Regions from separate parts of the Ovis aries genome. Here region 1 is linked to region 2. A link is a contact called in public Hi-C data. All regions are on one chromosome and are shown on one strand. The core of a region is the stretch at or near the end of the contact, and the rest is flanking DNA. Distances in the headings are between cores, read along the strand shown. Region 1 has its middle 30 kb from the start of ZFP36L1. Region 2 has its middle 190 kb from the start of ZFP36L1.

Region 1 (4,246 bases), core at 1,594-4,093, 220 kb before region 2:
GACCCTTTTCTAGGGCCAGGTAAGCTAGCTCCAGCTGTCTTAGAGGACTGCCACTGGTGCATGTTAGGTTTCCTCAGTGAAGTGTGTCAATAACTGAGGCCCCACTGAGGTTTGTTTAGATCTGGGACATGAGCCAGGCCTCTGGGGCGACCTTCATTTGGTGGATCCCGATATAGGAATTATCTTTGTCAGAAGGTAACATGCAAAGTCTTTGCTACTCACAGTGTGGTCCGAGGACCGGCAGCAGCATCACCTGGAGCTTGTTAGAGATGCAGACGCTTGGGCCCCAGCCCAGGTGCAGTCACTCAGAAGGAGCTTATGAGGCTGTCCTGGTGATCTGCTTGCTTCTTGGTGCTGGAGAAGCCCAGCTGTCAGCAGTAACCAGTTTGGTGGGGCAAGTAGAAGGAGGGCTGCAGAGACGGGTTGGGGCACACGTCCTCCTTAATGTTTCCATGTGCAAGTTGTTAACTAGAATTCAGGATTTGTTTATAATTTTTTTTTCCTTTGAGGTAAAAGAAGTTTTGTTGTTGTCATTGCTGTTTAGTCAGTAAGTCGTGTCCGACTCTTTGGGATCCCATGGACTATAGCCTGCCAGGCTTCTCTGTCCATGAGATTTCCCAGGCAAGAATACTGGAGAGTGTTGCCATTTCCTTCTCCAGGGGATCTTCCCGACCCAGAGATCGAACCGGTATCTCCTGCATTGGCAGTCAGATTCCGTACTGCTGAGCCACCAGGAAAGCAAAAAAAAAAAAAAAGGGTTATATACCATGAAAAGTTCCTAACAACTGTCTCTTCGAATTTTCAGTGAATGCATCTAATAATGAAACTAGACTCCAATCAAGATATAAAGTATTACTGGCAACTAGAAAGTTCTCTCCCCAGTCAATCCCTACCCTAGCCCCTACAGGCAACTGCCATTGTGATTATTTTCCCACCATAGATTATTCTGCCAGTTTTAGAACTCCATACGGATAGGATCAGACAATAGGTTATCTTATGTAATACTTTCGTCACTCACATAATGATTTTGATTTTGTGTCGGGTATATCAGAAATTCGTCCCTGTTTGTTGCTGAGAAGTGTGCTCTCATGTCGGTATGCCACGGTCTGTACATCTGCTGGCCTGTTTCTGGGTTTTTGGTTATTATGAATAAGGCTACTAGGAACATTCCCCTATGAGTCTTTTTTGTGAACATATATCCTCATTTCTCTTGGGTAAACACCTAAGAAGTGTAATTGCTGGGTCATGGAAGAGGTATAGGTTTCGTTTTTATAAGAAATTACTAGACTTTTTTCCAGGGTGGTTGTACAATTTTATACATTTACCAACAATGTACGAGTGTTCCTGTTAACAGTCTCATTAGCATGTGGCTTTGTTAGGCTTTTCGATTTTCACCGTGGTGGTGGGTGTATAATGTGTTATTTTATACTTCCTAATGATGACTAATGATGATTATCTTCTTTTATGTGCTTATTGGCCATTCACATGTCTTCTTTTGAGAAGTGTTTGTTCAAATCTTCCGTCTATCTTTAGGTGGGGTTGTCTTTTTACTTCTGAGTTATATGAGTTCTTCCTATATCCTGAATACTGGTCCCTCGTCACATATGTTTTGCAAATATTTTCTGTGAGTGGATTTTTACAGGAATATTGGGTATTGGATTTGGCCCCAGGTGGGGCTTATGTGGGTGCAGGGCTGGAAGTTACGTGAACCACCGACTTTAGGGTTGCATGTTGTAGGGGCCACAGCCCCCTCCCTCACCGGGCTGGTGTAAAGTGCAAGTGAGATAACAGAGGGGAAAGTCCTTTGTAAAGTGCAGGACATGCAAAGATTAAACACTGACCCTTTGAACATGTGAAGAGGAAGATTCATTTCTCTGTCTTCTCCCCATCAGTGCAGTCTCTTGGAAGCAGGAGACAGGAGAGAAAAAGCTACCCATTGGCTGGAAACGGTCTCTGGTTAAGATCTGAGTGGTTATAGTGCCTAAAACACAGTACAAGCTTGGCATCCCACCTAGGTTCAAATCTGGGTTCTGCCAGTTACTATTTGAGTGCTTCTGAGCAAGCCCCCATTTCATGAAAACTGGAAACAATGAATACCTACCTCCCGAGTCACTGTGTCATTATTATTTGCAGAATGTCACGCTGAGAGGACTGCGCATATTGTGCAATCCTCACAATGACCTTTTGTGTAAGTTGTATCACTCCCCTCCTCTCTCTTAGGAAACTATGGGTTATTTAGATGCTCCTGAACTGAGAGCCTGTAGGAGGCTGCGTGGAGGCTGCGCTCCTAGAAGTCCTGTCTGGGAGTGTGCTTCCACACGTCTATTCCACACTGAGCCACCAGGGGGTGCACGCCTCCTCTTCAGGGCTTGTGTTGAAGCTGGGCCATTCCCTGCCCCCAACCCTGCCTCTCACTGCTGCCCAGCTCAGGGTCCAAACTGACCTCTGTGGCATTTTCCAAAGGAGTACAGTTTCCAGAAGGTCCTCATTTGGGGATAAGGGGCTAAGAAGCCCGAGGAACCCCGCATGGAAAGGCCAAGGAGGGCTGTGCTGGTTTCTGTCCCCTTAAAGATTTCCTTGGCACAGGGGGTTCACACAGGCTGGTGGGCACAGGGTAGGGAACCAAGCTGTCGAACGGCTTCCTGTGCACCCTGACCCCACCCTTCACAGCCCTGTTACCTCCTTGGACCTCAGGTCTCCCCCCATCCCCTACTCCCCCAGCCCCTGGTGAGCTACTTCCATGCCAGCTTGCACCCAATCCCTTAGGCAAACAGGCCTGGGCACTGACCCCAGGGCCCGGCGGCTGCAGGGCAGAGCTGCTGTCCTGGCCAGGCCTACCTCTCTGCAGCAGCAAGGCCCTCTCGGCCACCACCCCCACCTCCACCTCGGCCACCACCCCCACCTCCACCTCGGGAAGGACCAATGGATCTCTTGTTCCTCTTTTCCTCCCAGCAGGGGTTGGCAGGTCAACACCTGGCCTGGGGTCCTCTTACGCAATCGAGCGATGGCCGGTCGATGACTGACCAGGCCGGCCCGGTGCTTGCTCATGGAGTGTGTGTGCCTGGTGGGCAGGGCCCCTTGTTTTGGAGACTTGCTGTCTCAGGAGGGAGATCTACAGGGTATTCCTCATGGTCAGCCAGCCCTAGATGGGCCACCAGCTTCCCAGAACCCCTGTTGCTTCCTGTCCTCCAGAGGCCGTTGGATGGAGCAGTGGTTTCTTTTCCCTTCTGGGCCCTTTAGCTGTCCTACCGTAGTCTACCTGCCCACCTGTCCACTTGCTCAGCGGCTCGGTGGCCGTGGAAGTGGAGATGCTTCTGCCCTCACTCATGCTGCCCACTGCCCACTTGTCCATGCGCTTGTCCGCTCACCCTCTCATCTAGAGGGTGTCTGAACAGCTCAGTTGCCGGTCTTGGCCCTGAACCCAGCCATTAGGGAAGCTCTAAGTGACCGAGGGCAAAGCTTTTGGGGTCAGAGAGACCAGATGTGAATCCTGACTGTACTGTTTCCAGAAATGGGAACATTTCTCAAATCTCTGAGCCTCAGTCTCCTCATCTGTAAAACAGGGACCCTCTTCCTCCCACGGTGGGCATAAAGATTGGCTTCGGGATTAATTAAGGTGCTTTAACCAGAGCCCAGGGAATGCGGTTGTAGTCACTGGGCCTCTCAGTGGCCATGTTCTGGCTGTGGGGACTCCACTTGGCCTGTTTCCCATGGCTGCCCTGTGCCTCAGGCTATACCCAGGACAGGCAGGGGCTCATCCCTGCCTCTTGGCCAGGCTGTGCTCCCTGGGCAGGTGGCCCTCACACCCAGCCCTGAAATGGAGGTCGATAATCACCACCTTCCCACGCACCCCTTCCTCTGCCTTCTGGCCTGCAGGGCACTCTGGGGTTGCATCAGTTCAGCTAAGACACCTGGAAGAACCAGCTTTCTCCCTTCCCTTTTGCTGCAAGGTCTGCATGACAGCTGTGGAGAGTGGGGCGGCCTAGAGCATCTGACCCCTCAAAGGGTCATTTCCCCTCCCCTCTGAGGCCTATACATGGATCTGTCCATCCCCACCTCATTCTCTTCCTTCCATAGGCCCTCTGAGGGCTCCTCGGGAGCGGAAGCCACTTTGTGACTGCAGGAAGAGTCAGTTGGGGTGAGCGAGGGGAGCCAGCAGCAACAGGTTGGGGTGGGACTAGATGTTAAAGGGGGTCACTTCCCTCTCCCGCAGACAGTCAGGAGGCTGCCCGGCACGTGGGGGAGT
Region 2 (4,092 bases), core at 1,201-3,700:
ATATGAAAAATATGCAACATGTATAGTCTTTAGGAAAATGCAAATCAAAATCACGATGGGATATCATTTCATACTTATTAGTATGGTTATAAGAAACAGACAGTAACAAGTGTTATAAGAATGTGGAGAGATTGGAACTCTCATATAGTACTAGCGAGAATGTAAAATGGTACCACTGCTTTGGAAAACAAATGGACGGTTCCTCTCAAAGTTAAGCATAGAGTTACCATATGACCCAGCAATTCCACTGCTAGATACGGTCCCAAGAGAACTGAAAATACATCTCCACCCACATTTGTACATGAATGTTCATAGCAGCACTATTAATATTGGCCAAAAAATAGACACAGCTCAAATGTACATCAACTGATGAATGAATAAAATGTGGTGTATCTATACAATGGAACACCAGGCATAAAAAGGAATGAAATTCTCATACACATTACAACTTGGATGAACCTGGAAAACACGCTAAATGAAAGAAGCCAGACACAAAAGGTCATATATGGTATAATTCCATTTATATGAAATTAAAAAATAGGAAAATTCATAGAGGCAGATGGTAGATTACTGGTTGCCAGGGGCTAGATGAGGGAAGAATGGAGAGTGACTGCTAATGAATATGGGATTTCTTTCTGGGGTGATGAAAATATTCTGAACTTAATAGTGGGGATTGTTATAAAACCTCGTGAATATAGTCAAAACTACTGAATTATACACTTTAAAATGGTAGATTTTATGGTATGTGGATCAAAAAAATAAGGATCTGATAGAAATATATCAGTACTGATGCTGATAAAGGCTTTATATGCCAGTCTTCTCAGGAATATTTGATTTAACTTGATCTCTCCCCTCAGAAGCTATAGAATCTGTTTTCTCAAAAAGTCTAGCTCTTAGGACTTTAGATTTCATTCTCAATTGTGCTTGCTACTGGGCTGCCTCCCAAACCAAAAGACTCCTGTAACAGGTAGTACAGGAGAACTTGTATTTTAGGGTCTGTGCAAACTTCCCTGCAGTGTGACTTCTTTAAAATGCATTGCCAACTTGCTTCCGTAGCTAGGCTTGATTGAAAGAATAAAAGATGGTGAAGAGACACTGTACTGTCTACAGAGAGTATTTTCATATTTACACTCTTTTGAACTTAGGCATTTAAATTTCGATTAAGCATCATGACTTGCCACACAGGGGCAGACTCTGAACTCCAGCCCCAATTTCTCTCACCTTCCCAAAACCTAGTCTTTCATAGAACATCTGATATTCATTTTTCAACAGGTCATGGAGAAAAGGCCTCCCACCCAGCCCTCCAAGGATATTATGCAGGCTTTCTGGCATTCAAGCAACTTCCACTGAGAATCTTCCATTGGTCTGCATTCTGCAGAATGATCTCCAAACTAGTCATGGGAAGCCCTAGAGTTAACTGGCTTGGTCTAGTAGGCTCACCTCCTTAACTGATGTTTGTACCTCCTTTTTTCACTCCTGCAGGGTCACATTGCCCATGACATGCATGTACCTGTGCACACGTGTGTGCATATGCTCACCCTCAACCCCCCCCCCCCCCCCCCACCCAGCCACCCACACTCCCTCACACCCACCCATCTACCCTCACACACACCCTCCCACCTACCCGCATACCCGCCCATCCACCCCCACACACGCCCTCTTTAGAGATGGGAATTGAGTCACTTGACTGCCTTCTTTCAGCAGTGCTGTGACCACGGCTGAGTCCCTACTTATATTTCTTTTGTTCTTATTTTATTATGATTAAAACTATAGAATGGAAAATGTACTGTTTAAACCAGTTTTAAGTAAATGATTCTGTGACATTACCATCCATCTCCAGAAGTTTTTCATCTTCCCAAACGGAAACTTCCTACCCATTAAACTCAAACTCCCCATTCCTCCCCGAGCAGCCTCTGGCAACCACCATTCTACTTTCTGTCTCCGTGAATGTGACTCCTCCAGGTACCTTACCACAACTTCTGTTTCTTGATGGCGAAGTGTCACCTGGCCCCACTGCTGGCCCAGAGGATGGGGGTTTGATGGGGGTAGCCCACCCAGGGAAAGGAATAGGGAGAGACCAGAGCATAGAAACAGCCTGAGTCAGAATCAGGAGGGCTCTCTCACCATGACAACAGCTGGAAATTCTTCTGTAAGTTGGCTGTTGCAAACAGGAGCCTTTACAAACCCAATCCCAAACGCAGGAATTCTCCCCTTGTTGGTCTGTCTCCTGGGCCCCATCGAGACAGCTGGACTTACCACGCAAGTGAAAATATTCAAGTGCCCGTTCCCAGGTCAGCCTGCTCCCACTTACCTTGAAAGAGAACATAAGCTCCTTCAGAGAAATGAATATTTTTCTGTTTCAAGTTATGTAGAATGCAATGTGAAGGACTTTCAAAATGTCCTTAGCTGTGACTAATTGTGGTTGATGCAATCTATGCCCTGGCAGGTTGGCACGACATGGTATTTACTCAGTCAGGTCTTTGAAATTCACTGCAAAGATATGAGTCTCTTGCATGATCCTGCCACCAGCTTTTGTGAAGATGAATGAACCAATTCCTTATACTGAAAGAGAGAAAATTTCACTGGATTTGATGTAAGGCCACAGATAGACTGGAAGCAAGGAAGTGAGAAAAGGTGAATCTCACAGGCACTGTGATGTCCAGACCAGATCTGGTGGTGGACTGAGTGCGATCTGGGTGGGGGTGCCCAGGCACAAAGCTATGTGAACCTTCACCAAGTGAGAAAGTTCAGCTTTCCCCAAATCCTGCTGAGAGAACTCCTGCATGACTACCCAGTGTGGACAGCCAGCTATACAGATAGTGAAAGTGAAGTGAAAGCGTTAGTTGCTCAGCCATGTCTGATTCTTTGCAACCTCACGGACTATAGCCCACCCTCTGCCCATGAAATTCTCCAGGCAAGAATACTGGAGCCAGTAGCCATTCCCTTCTCCAGGGGATTTTCCCAACCCAGGGGTTTAACCCAGGTCTCCTGCATTGTAGGCAGATTCTTTACCGTCTGAGCCACCAGGGAAGCCCCTACTTGACTTTTACAAAACACACTAATTTGTTTATTTTTGGATGGTGCATCATTTCCTCCTAGGAGCCTTAAGCCTTAACCAGCTTCAGAAGTCCTCCTGTGGCACAGACGATGCTGTCATGAAGGCAGGAGGCGTTCATCCTACCTCCTCAGAAGACCTGGCCCCCACAAATGGGACTGATCGTGGGTGTCAAGGACTGGAGGGGTAGGAGGAAGATTTAGAGAAGAGGAAAGAGTAATTTTTCCCTGGAGATGTTGTAAGGCAATGATGTTCTTTGCTGGGAAAGATGAGGAAGCAATTTCCCCAAAGGTTCAGGAAACAGGATTGTTTCACTCATTGTTGGGTATTCAGTGTAGACCTGTGGGTGCTGGAAAAATAGGCTAGGTAACCCCTGGCTGCACCTTGGCTACACATCTGAGGTCTCTCTGTTCTGTTCTTAGTCTGCCCAGCTTAAAGGAGGAAGTGCAGAGTTGAAGACAGTGGGTACCTACCTCTGTAGTGAAAAAAAAGTGAAAGTGTTACTTGCTCAGACATGTCCAACTCTTTGTGACCCCATAGACTGTGGCCTGCCAGGCTCCTCTGTCTATGGAATTTTCCAGACAGGAATACTGGAGTGGGTAGCCATTCTCTTCTCCAAGTGATCTTCCCGACTCAGGGATCTGAACATGGGTCTCCTGAATTGCAGGTAGGTTCTTTACCAAGCTGCCAGGAAAACCCCACCTACCTCTGTAGAGGTCATGTGTAATTGGACACTGGGCAAGTGAGCCTGGGATTCCTTTATTTCCTGAGTAACCAGGAACCAGGAGACTAGGGCTGGGATGTGATTCTACTGCCGACTAGCATCTAAGACTGGGCCACAATTTTATCATGAGGGAATAGGACCCAATTCAAATCCAATAAAACTTTCTTAAGTATGTCTGGTCTACAGAGTTGAGCAAGCACTATCCTTTGGGCTGTAGGACCACTCAGCCAGGGAGATGAGACACATACCTGTGTTCAGACACAGTTGTAATAGGAAAGCGACAGTACTGAGAGGGAGAATGGGGAAGGGGGCA

Evidence for each region. Hi-C and Micro-C count contacts between places; a contact is called where the count stands out from the background.
Region 1: a Hi-C map of liver shows a contact between it and region 2, with 3 times the contacts expected there. The contact joins two enhancer-like sites. A contact is called at or near these places in 2 of 16 Hi-C or Micro-C datasets (both in liver).

Annotation. Positions count from the first base shown.
Region 1 is chr7:78,730,673-78,734,918 of ARS-UI_Ramb_v3.0, reverse strand. No RefSeq gene overlaps it. Among named protein-coding and RNA genes, the nearest start is that of ZFP36L1, 30 kb to the right of the region's middle. Within about 2 kb of position 2,843, at least 2 of the 54 cell types and tissues checked have an H3K27ac peak or open chromatin away from gene starts, as enhancers often do. A contact at or near this core is called in liver, where this site is marked.
Region 2 is chr7:78,511,874-78,515,965 of ARS-UI_Ramb_v3.0, reverse strand. No RefSeq gene overlaps it. Among named protein-coding and RNA genes, the nearest start is that of ZFP36L1, 190 kb to the left of the region's middle. Within about 2 kb of position 2,450, at least 8 of the 54 cell types and tissues checked have an H3K27ac peak or open chromatin away from gene starts, as enhancers often do. A contact at or near this core is called in liver, where this site is marked.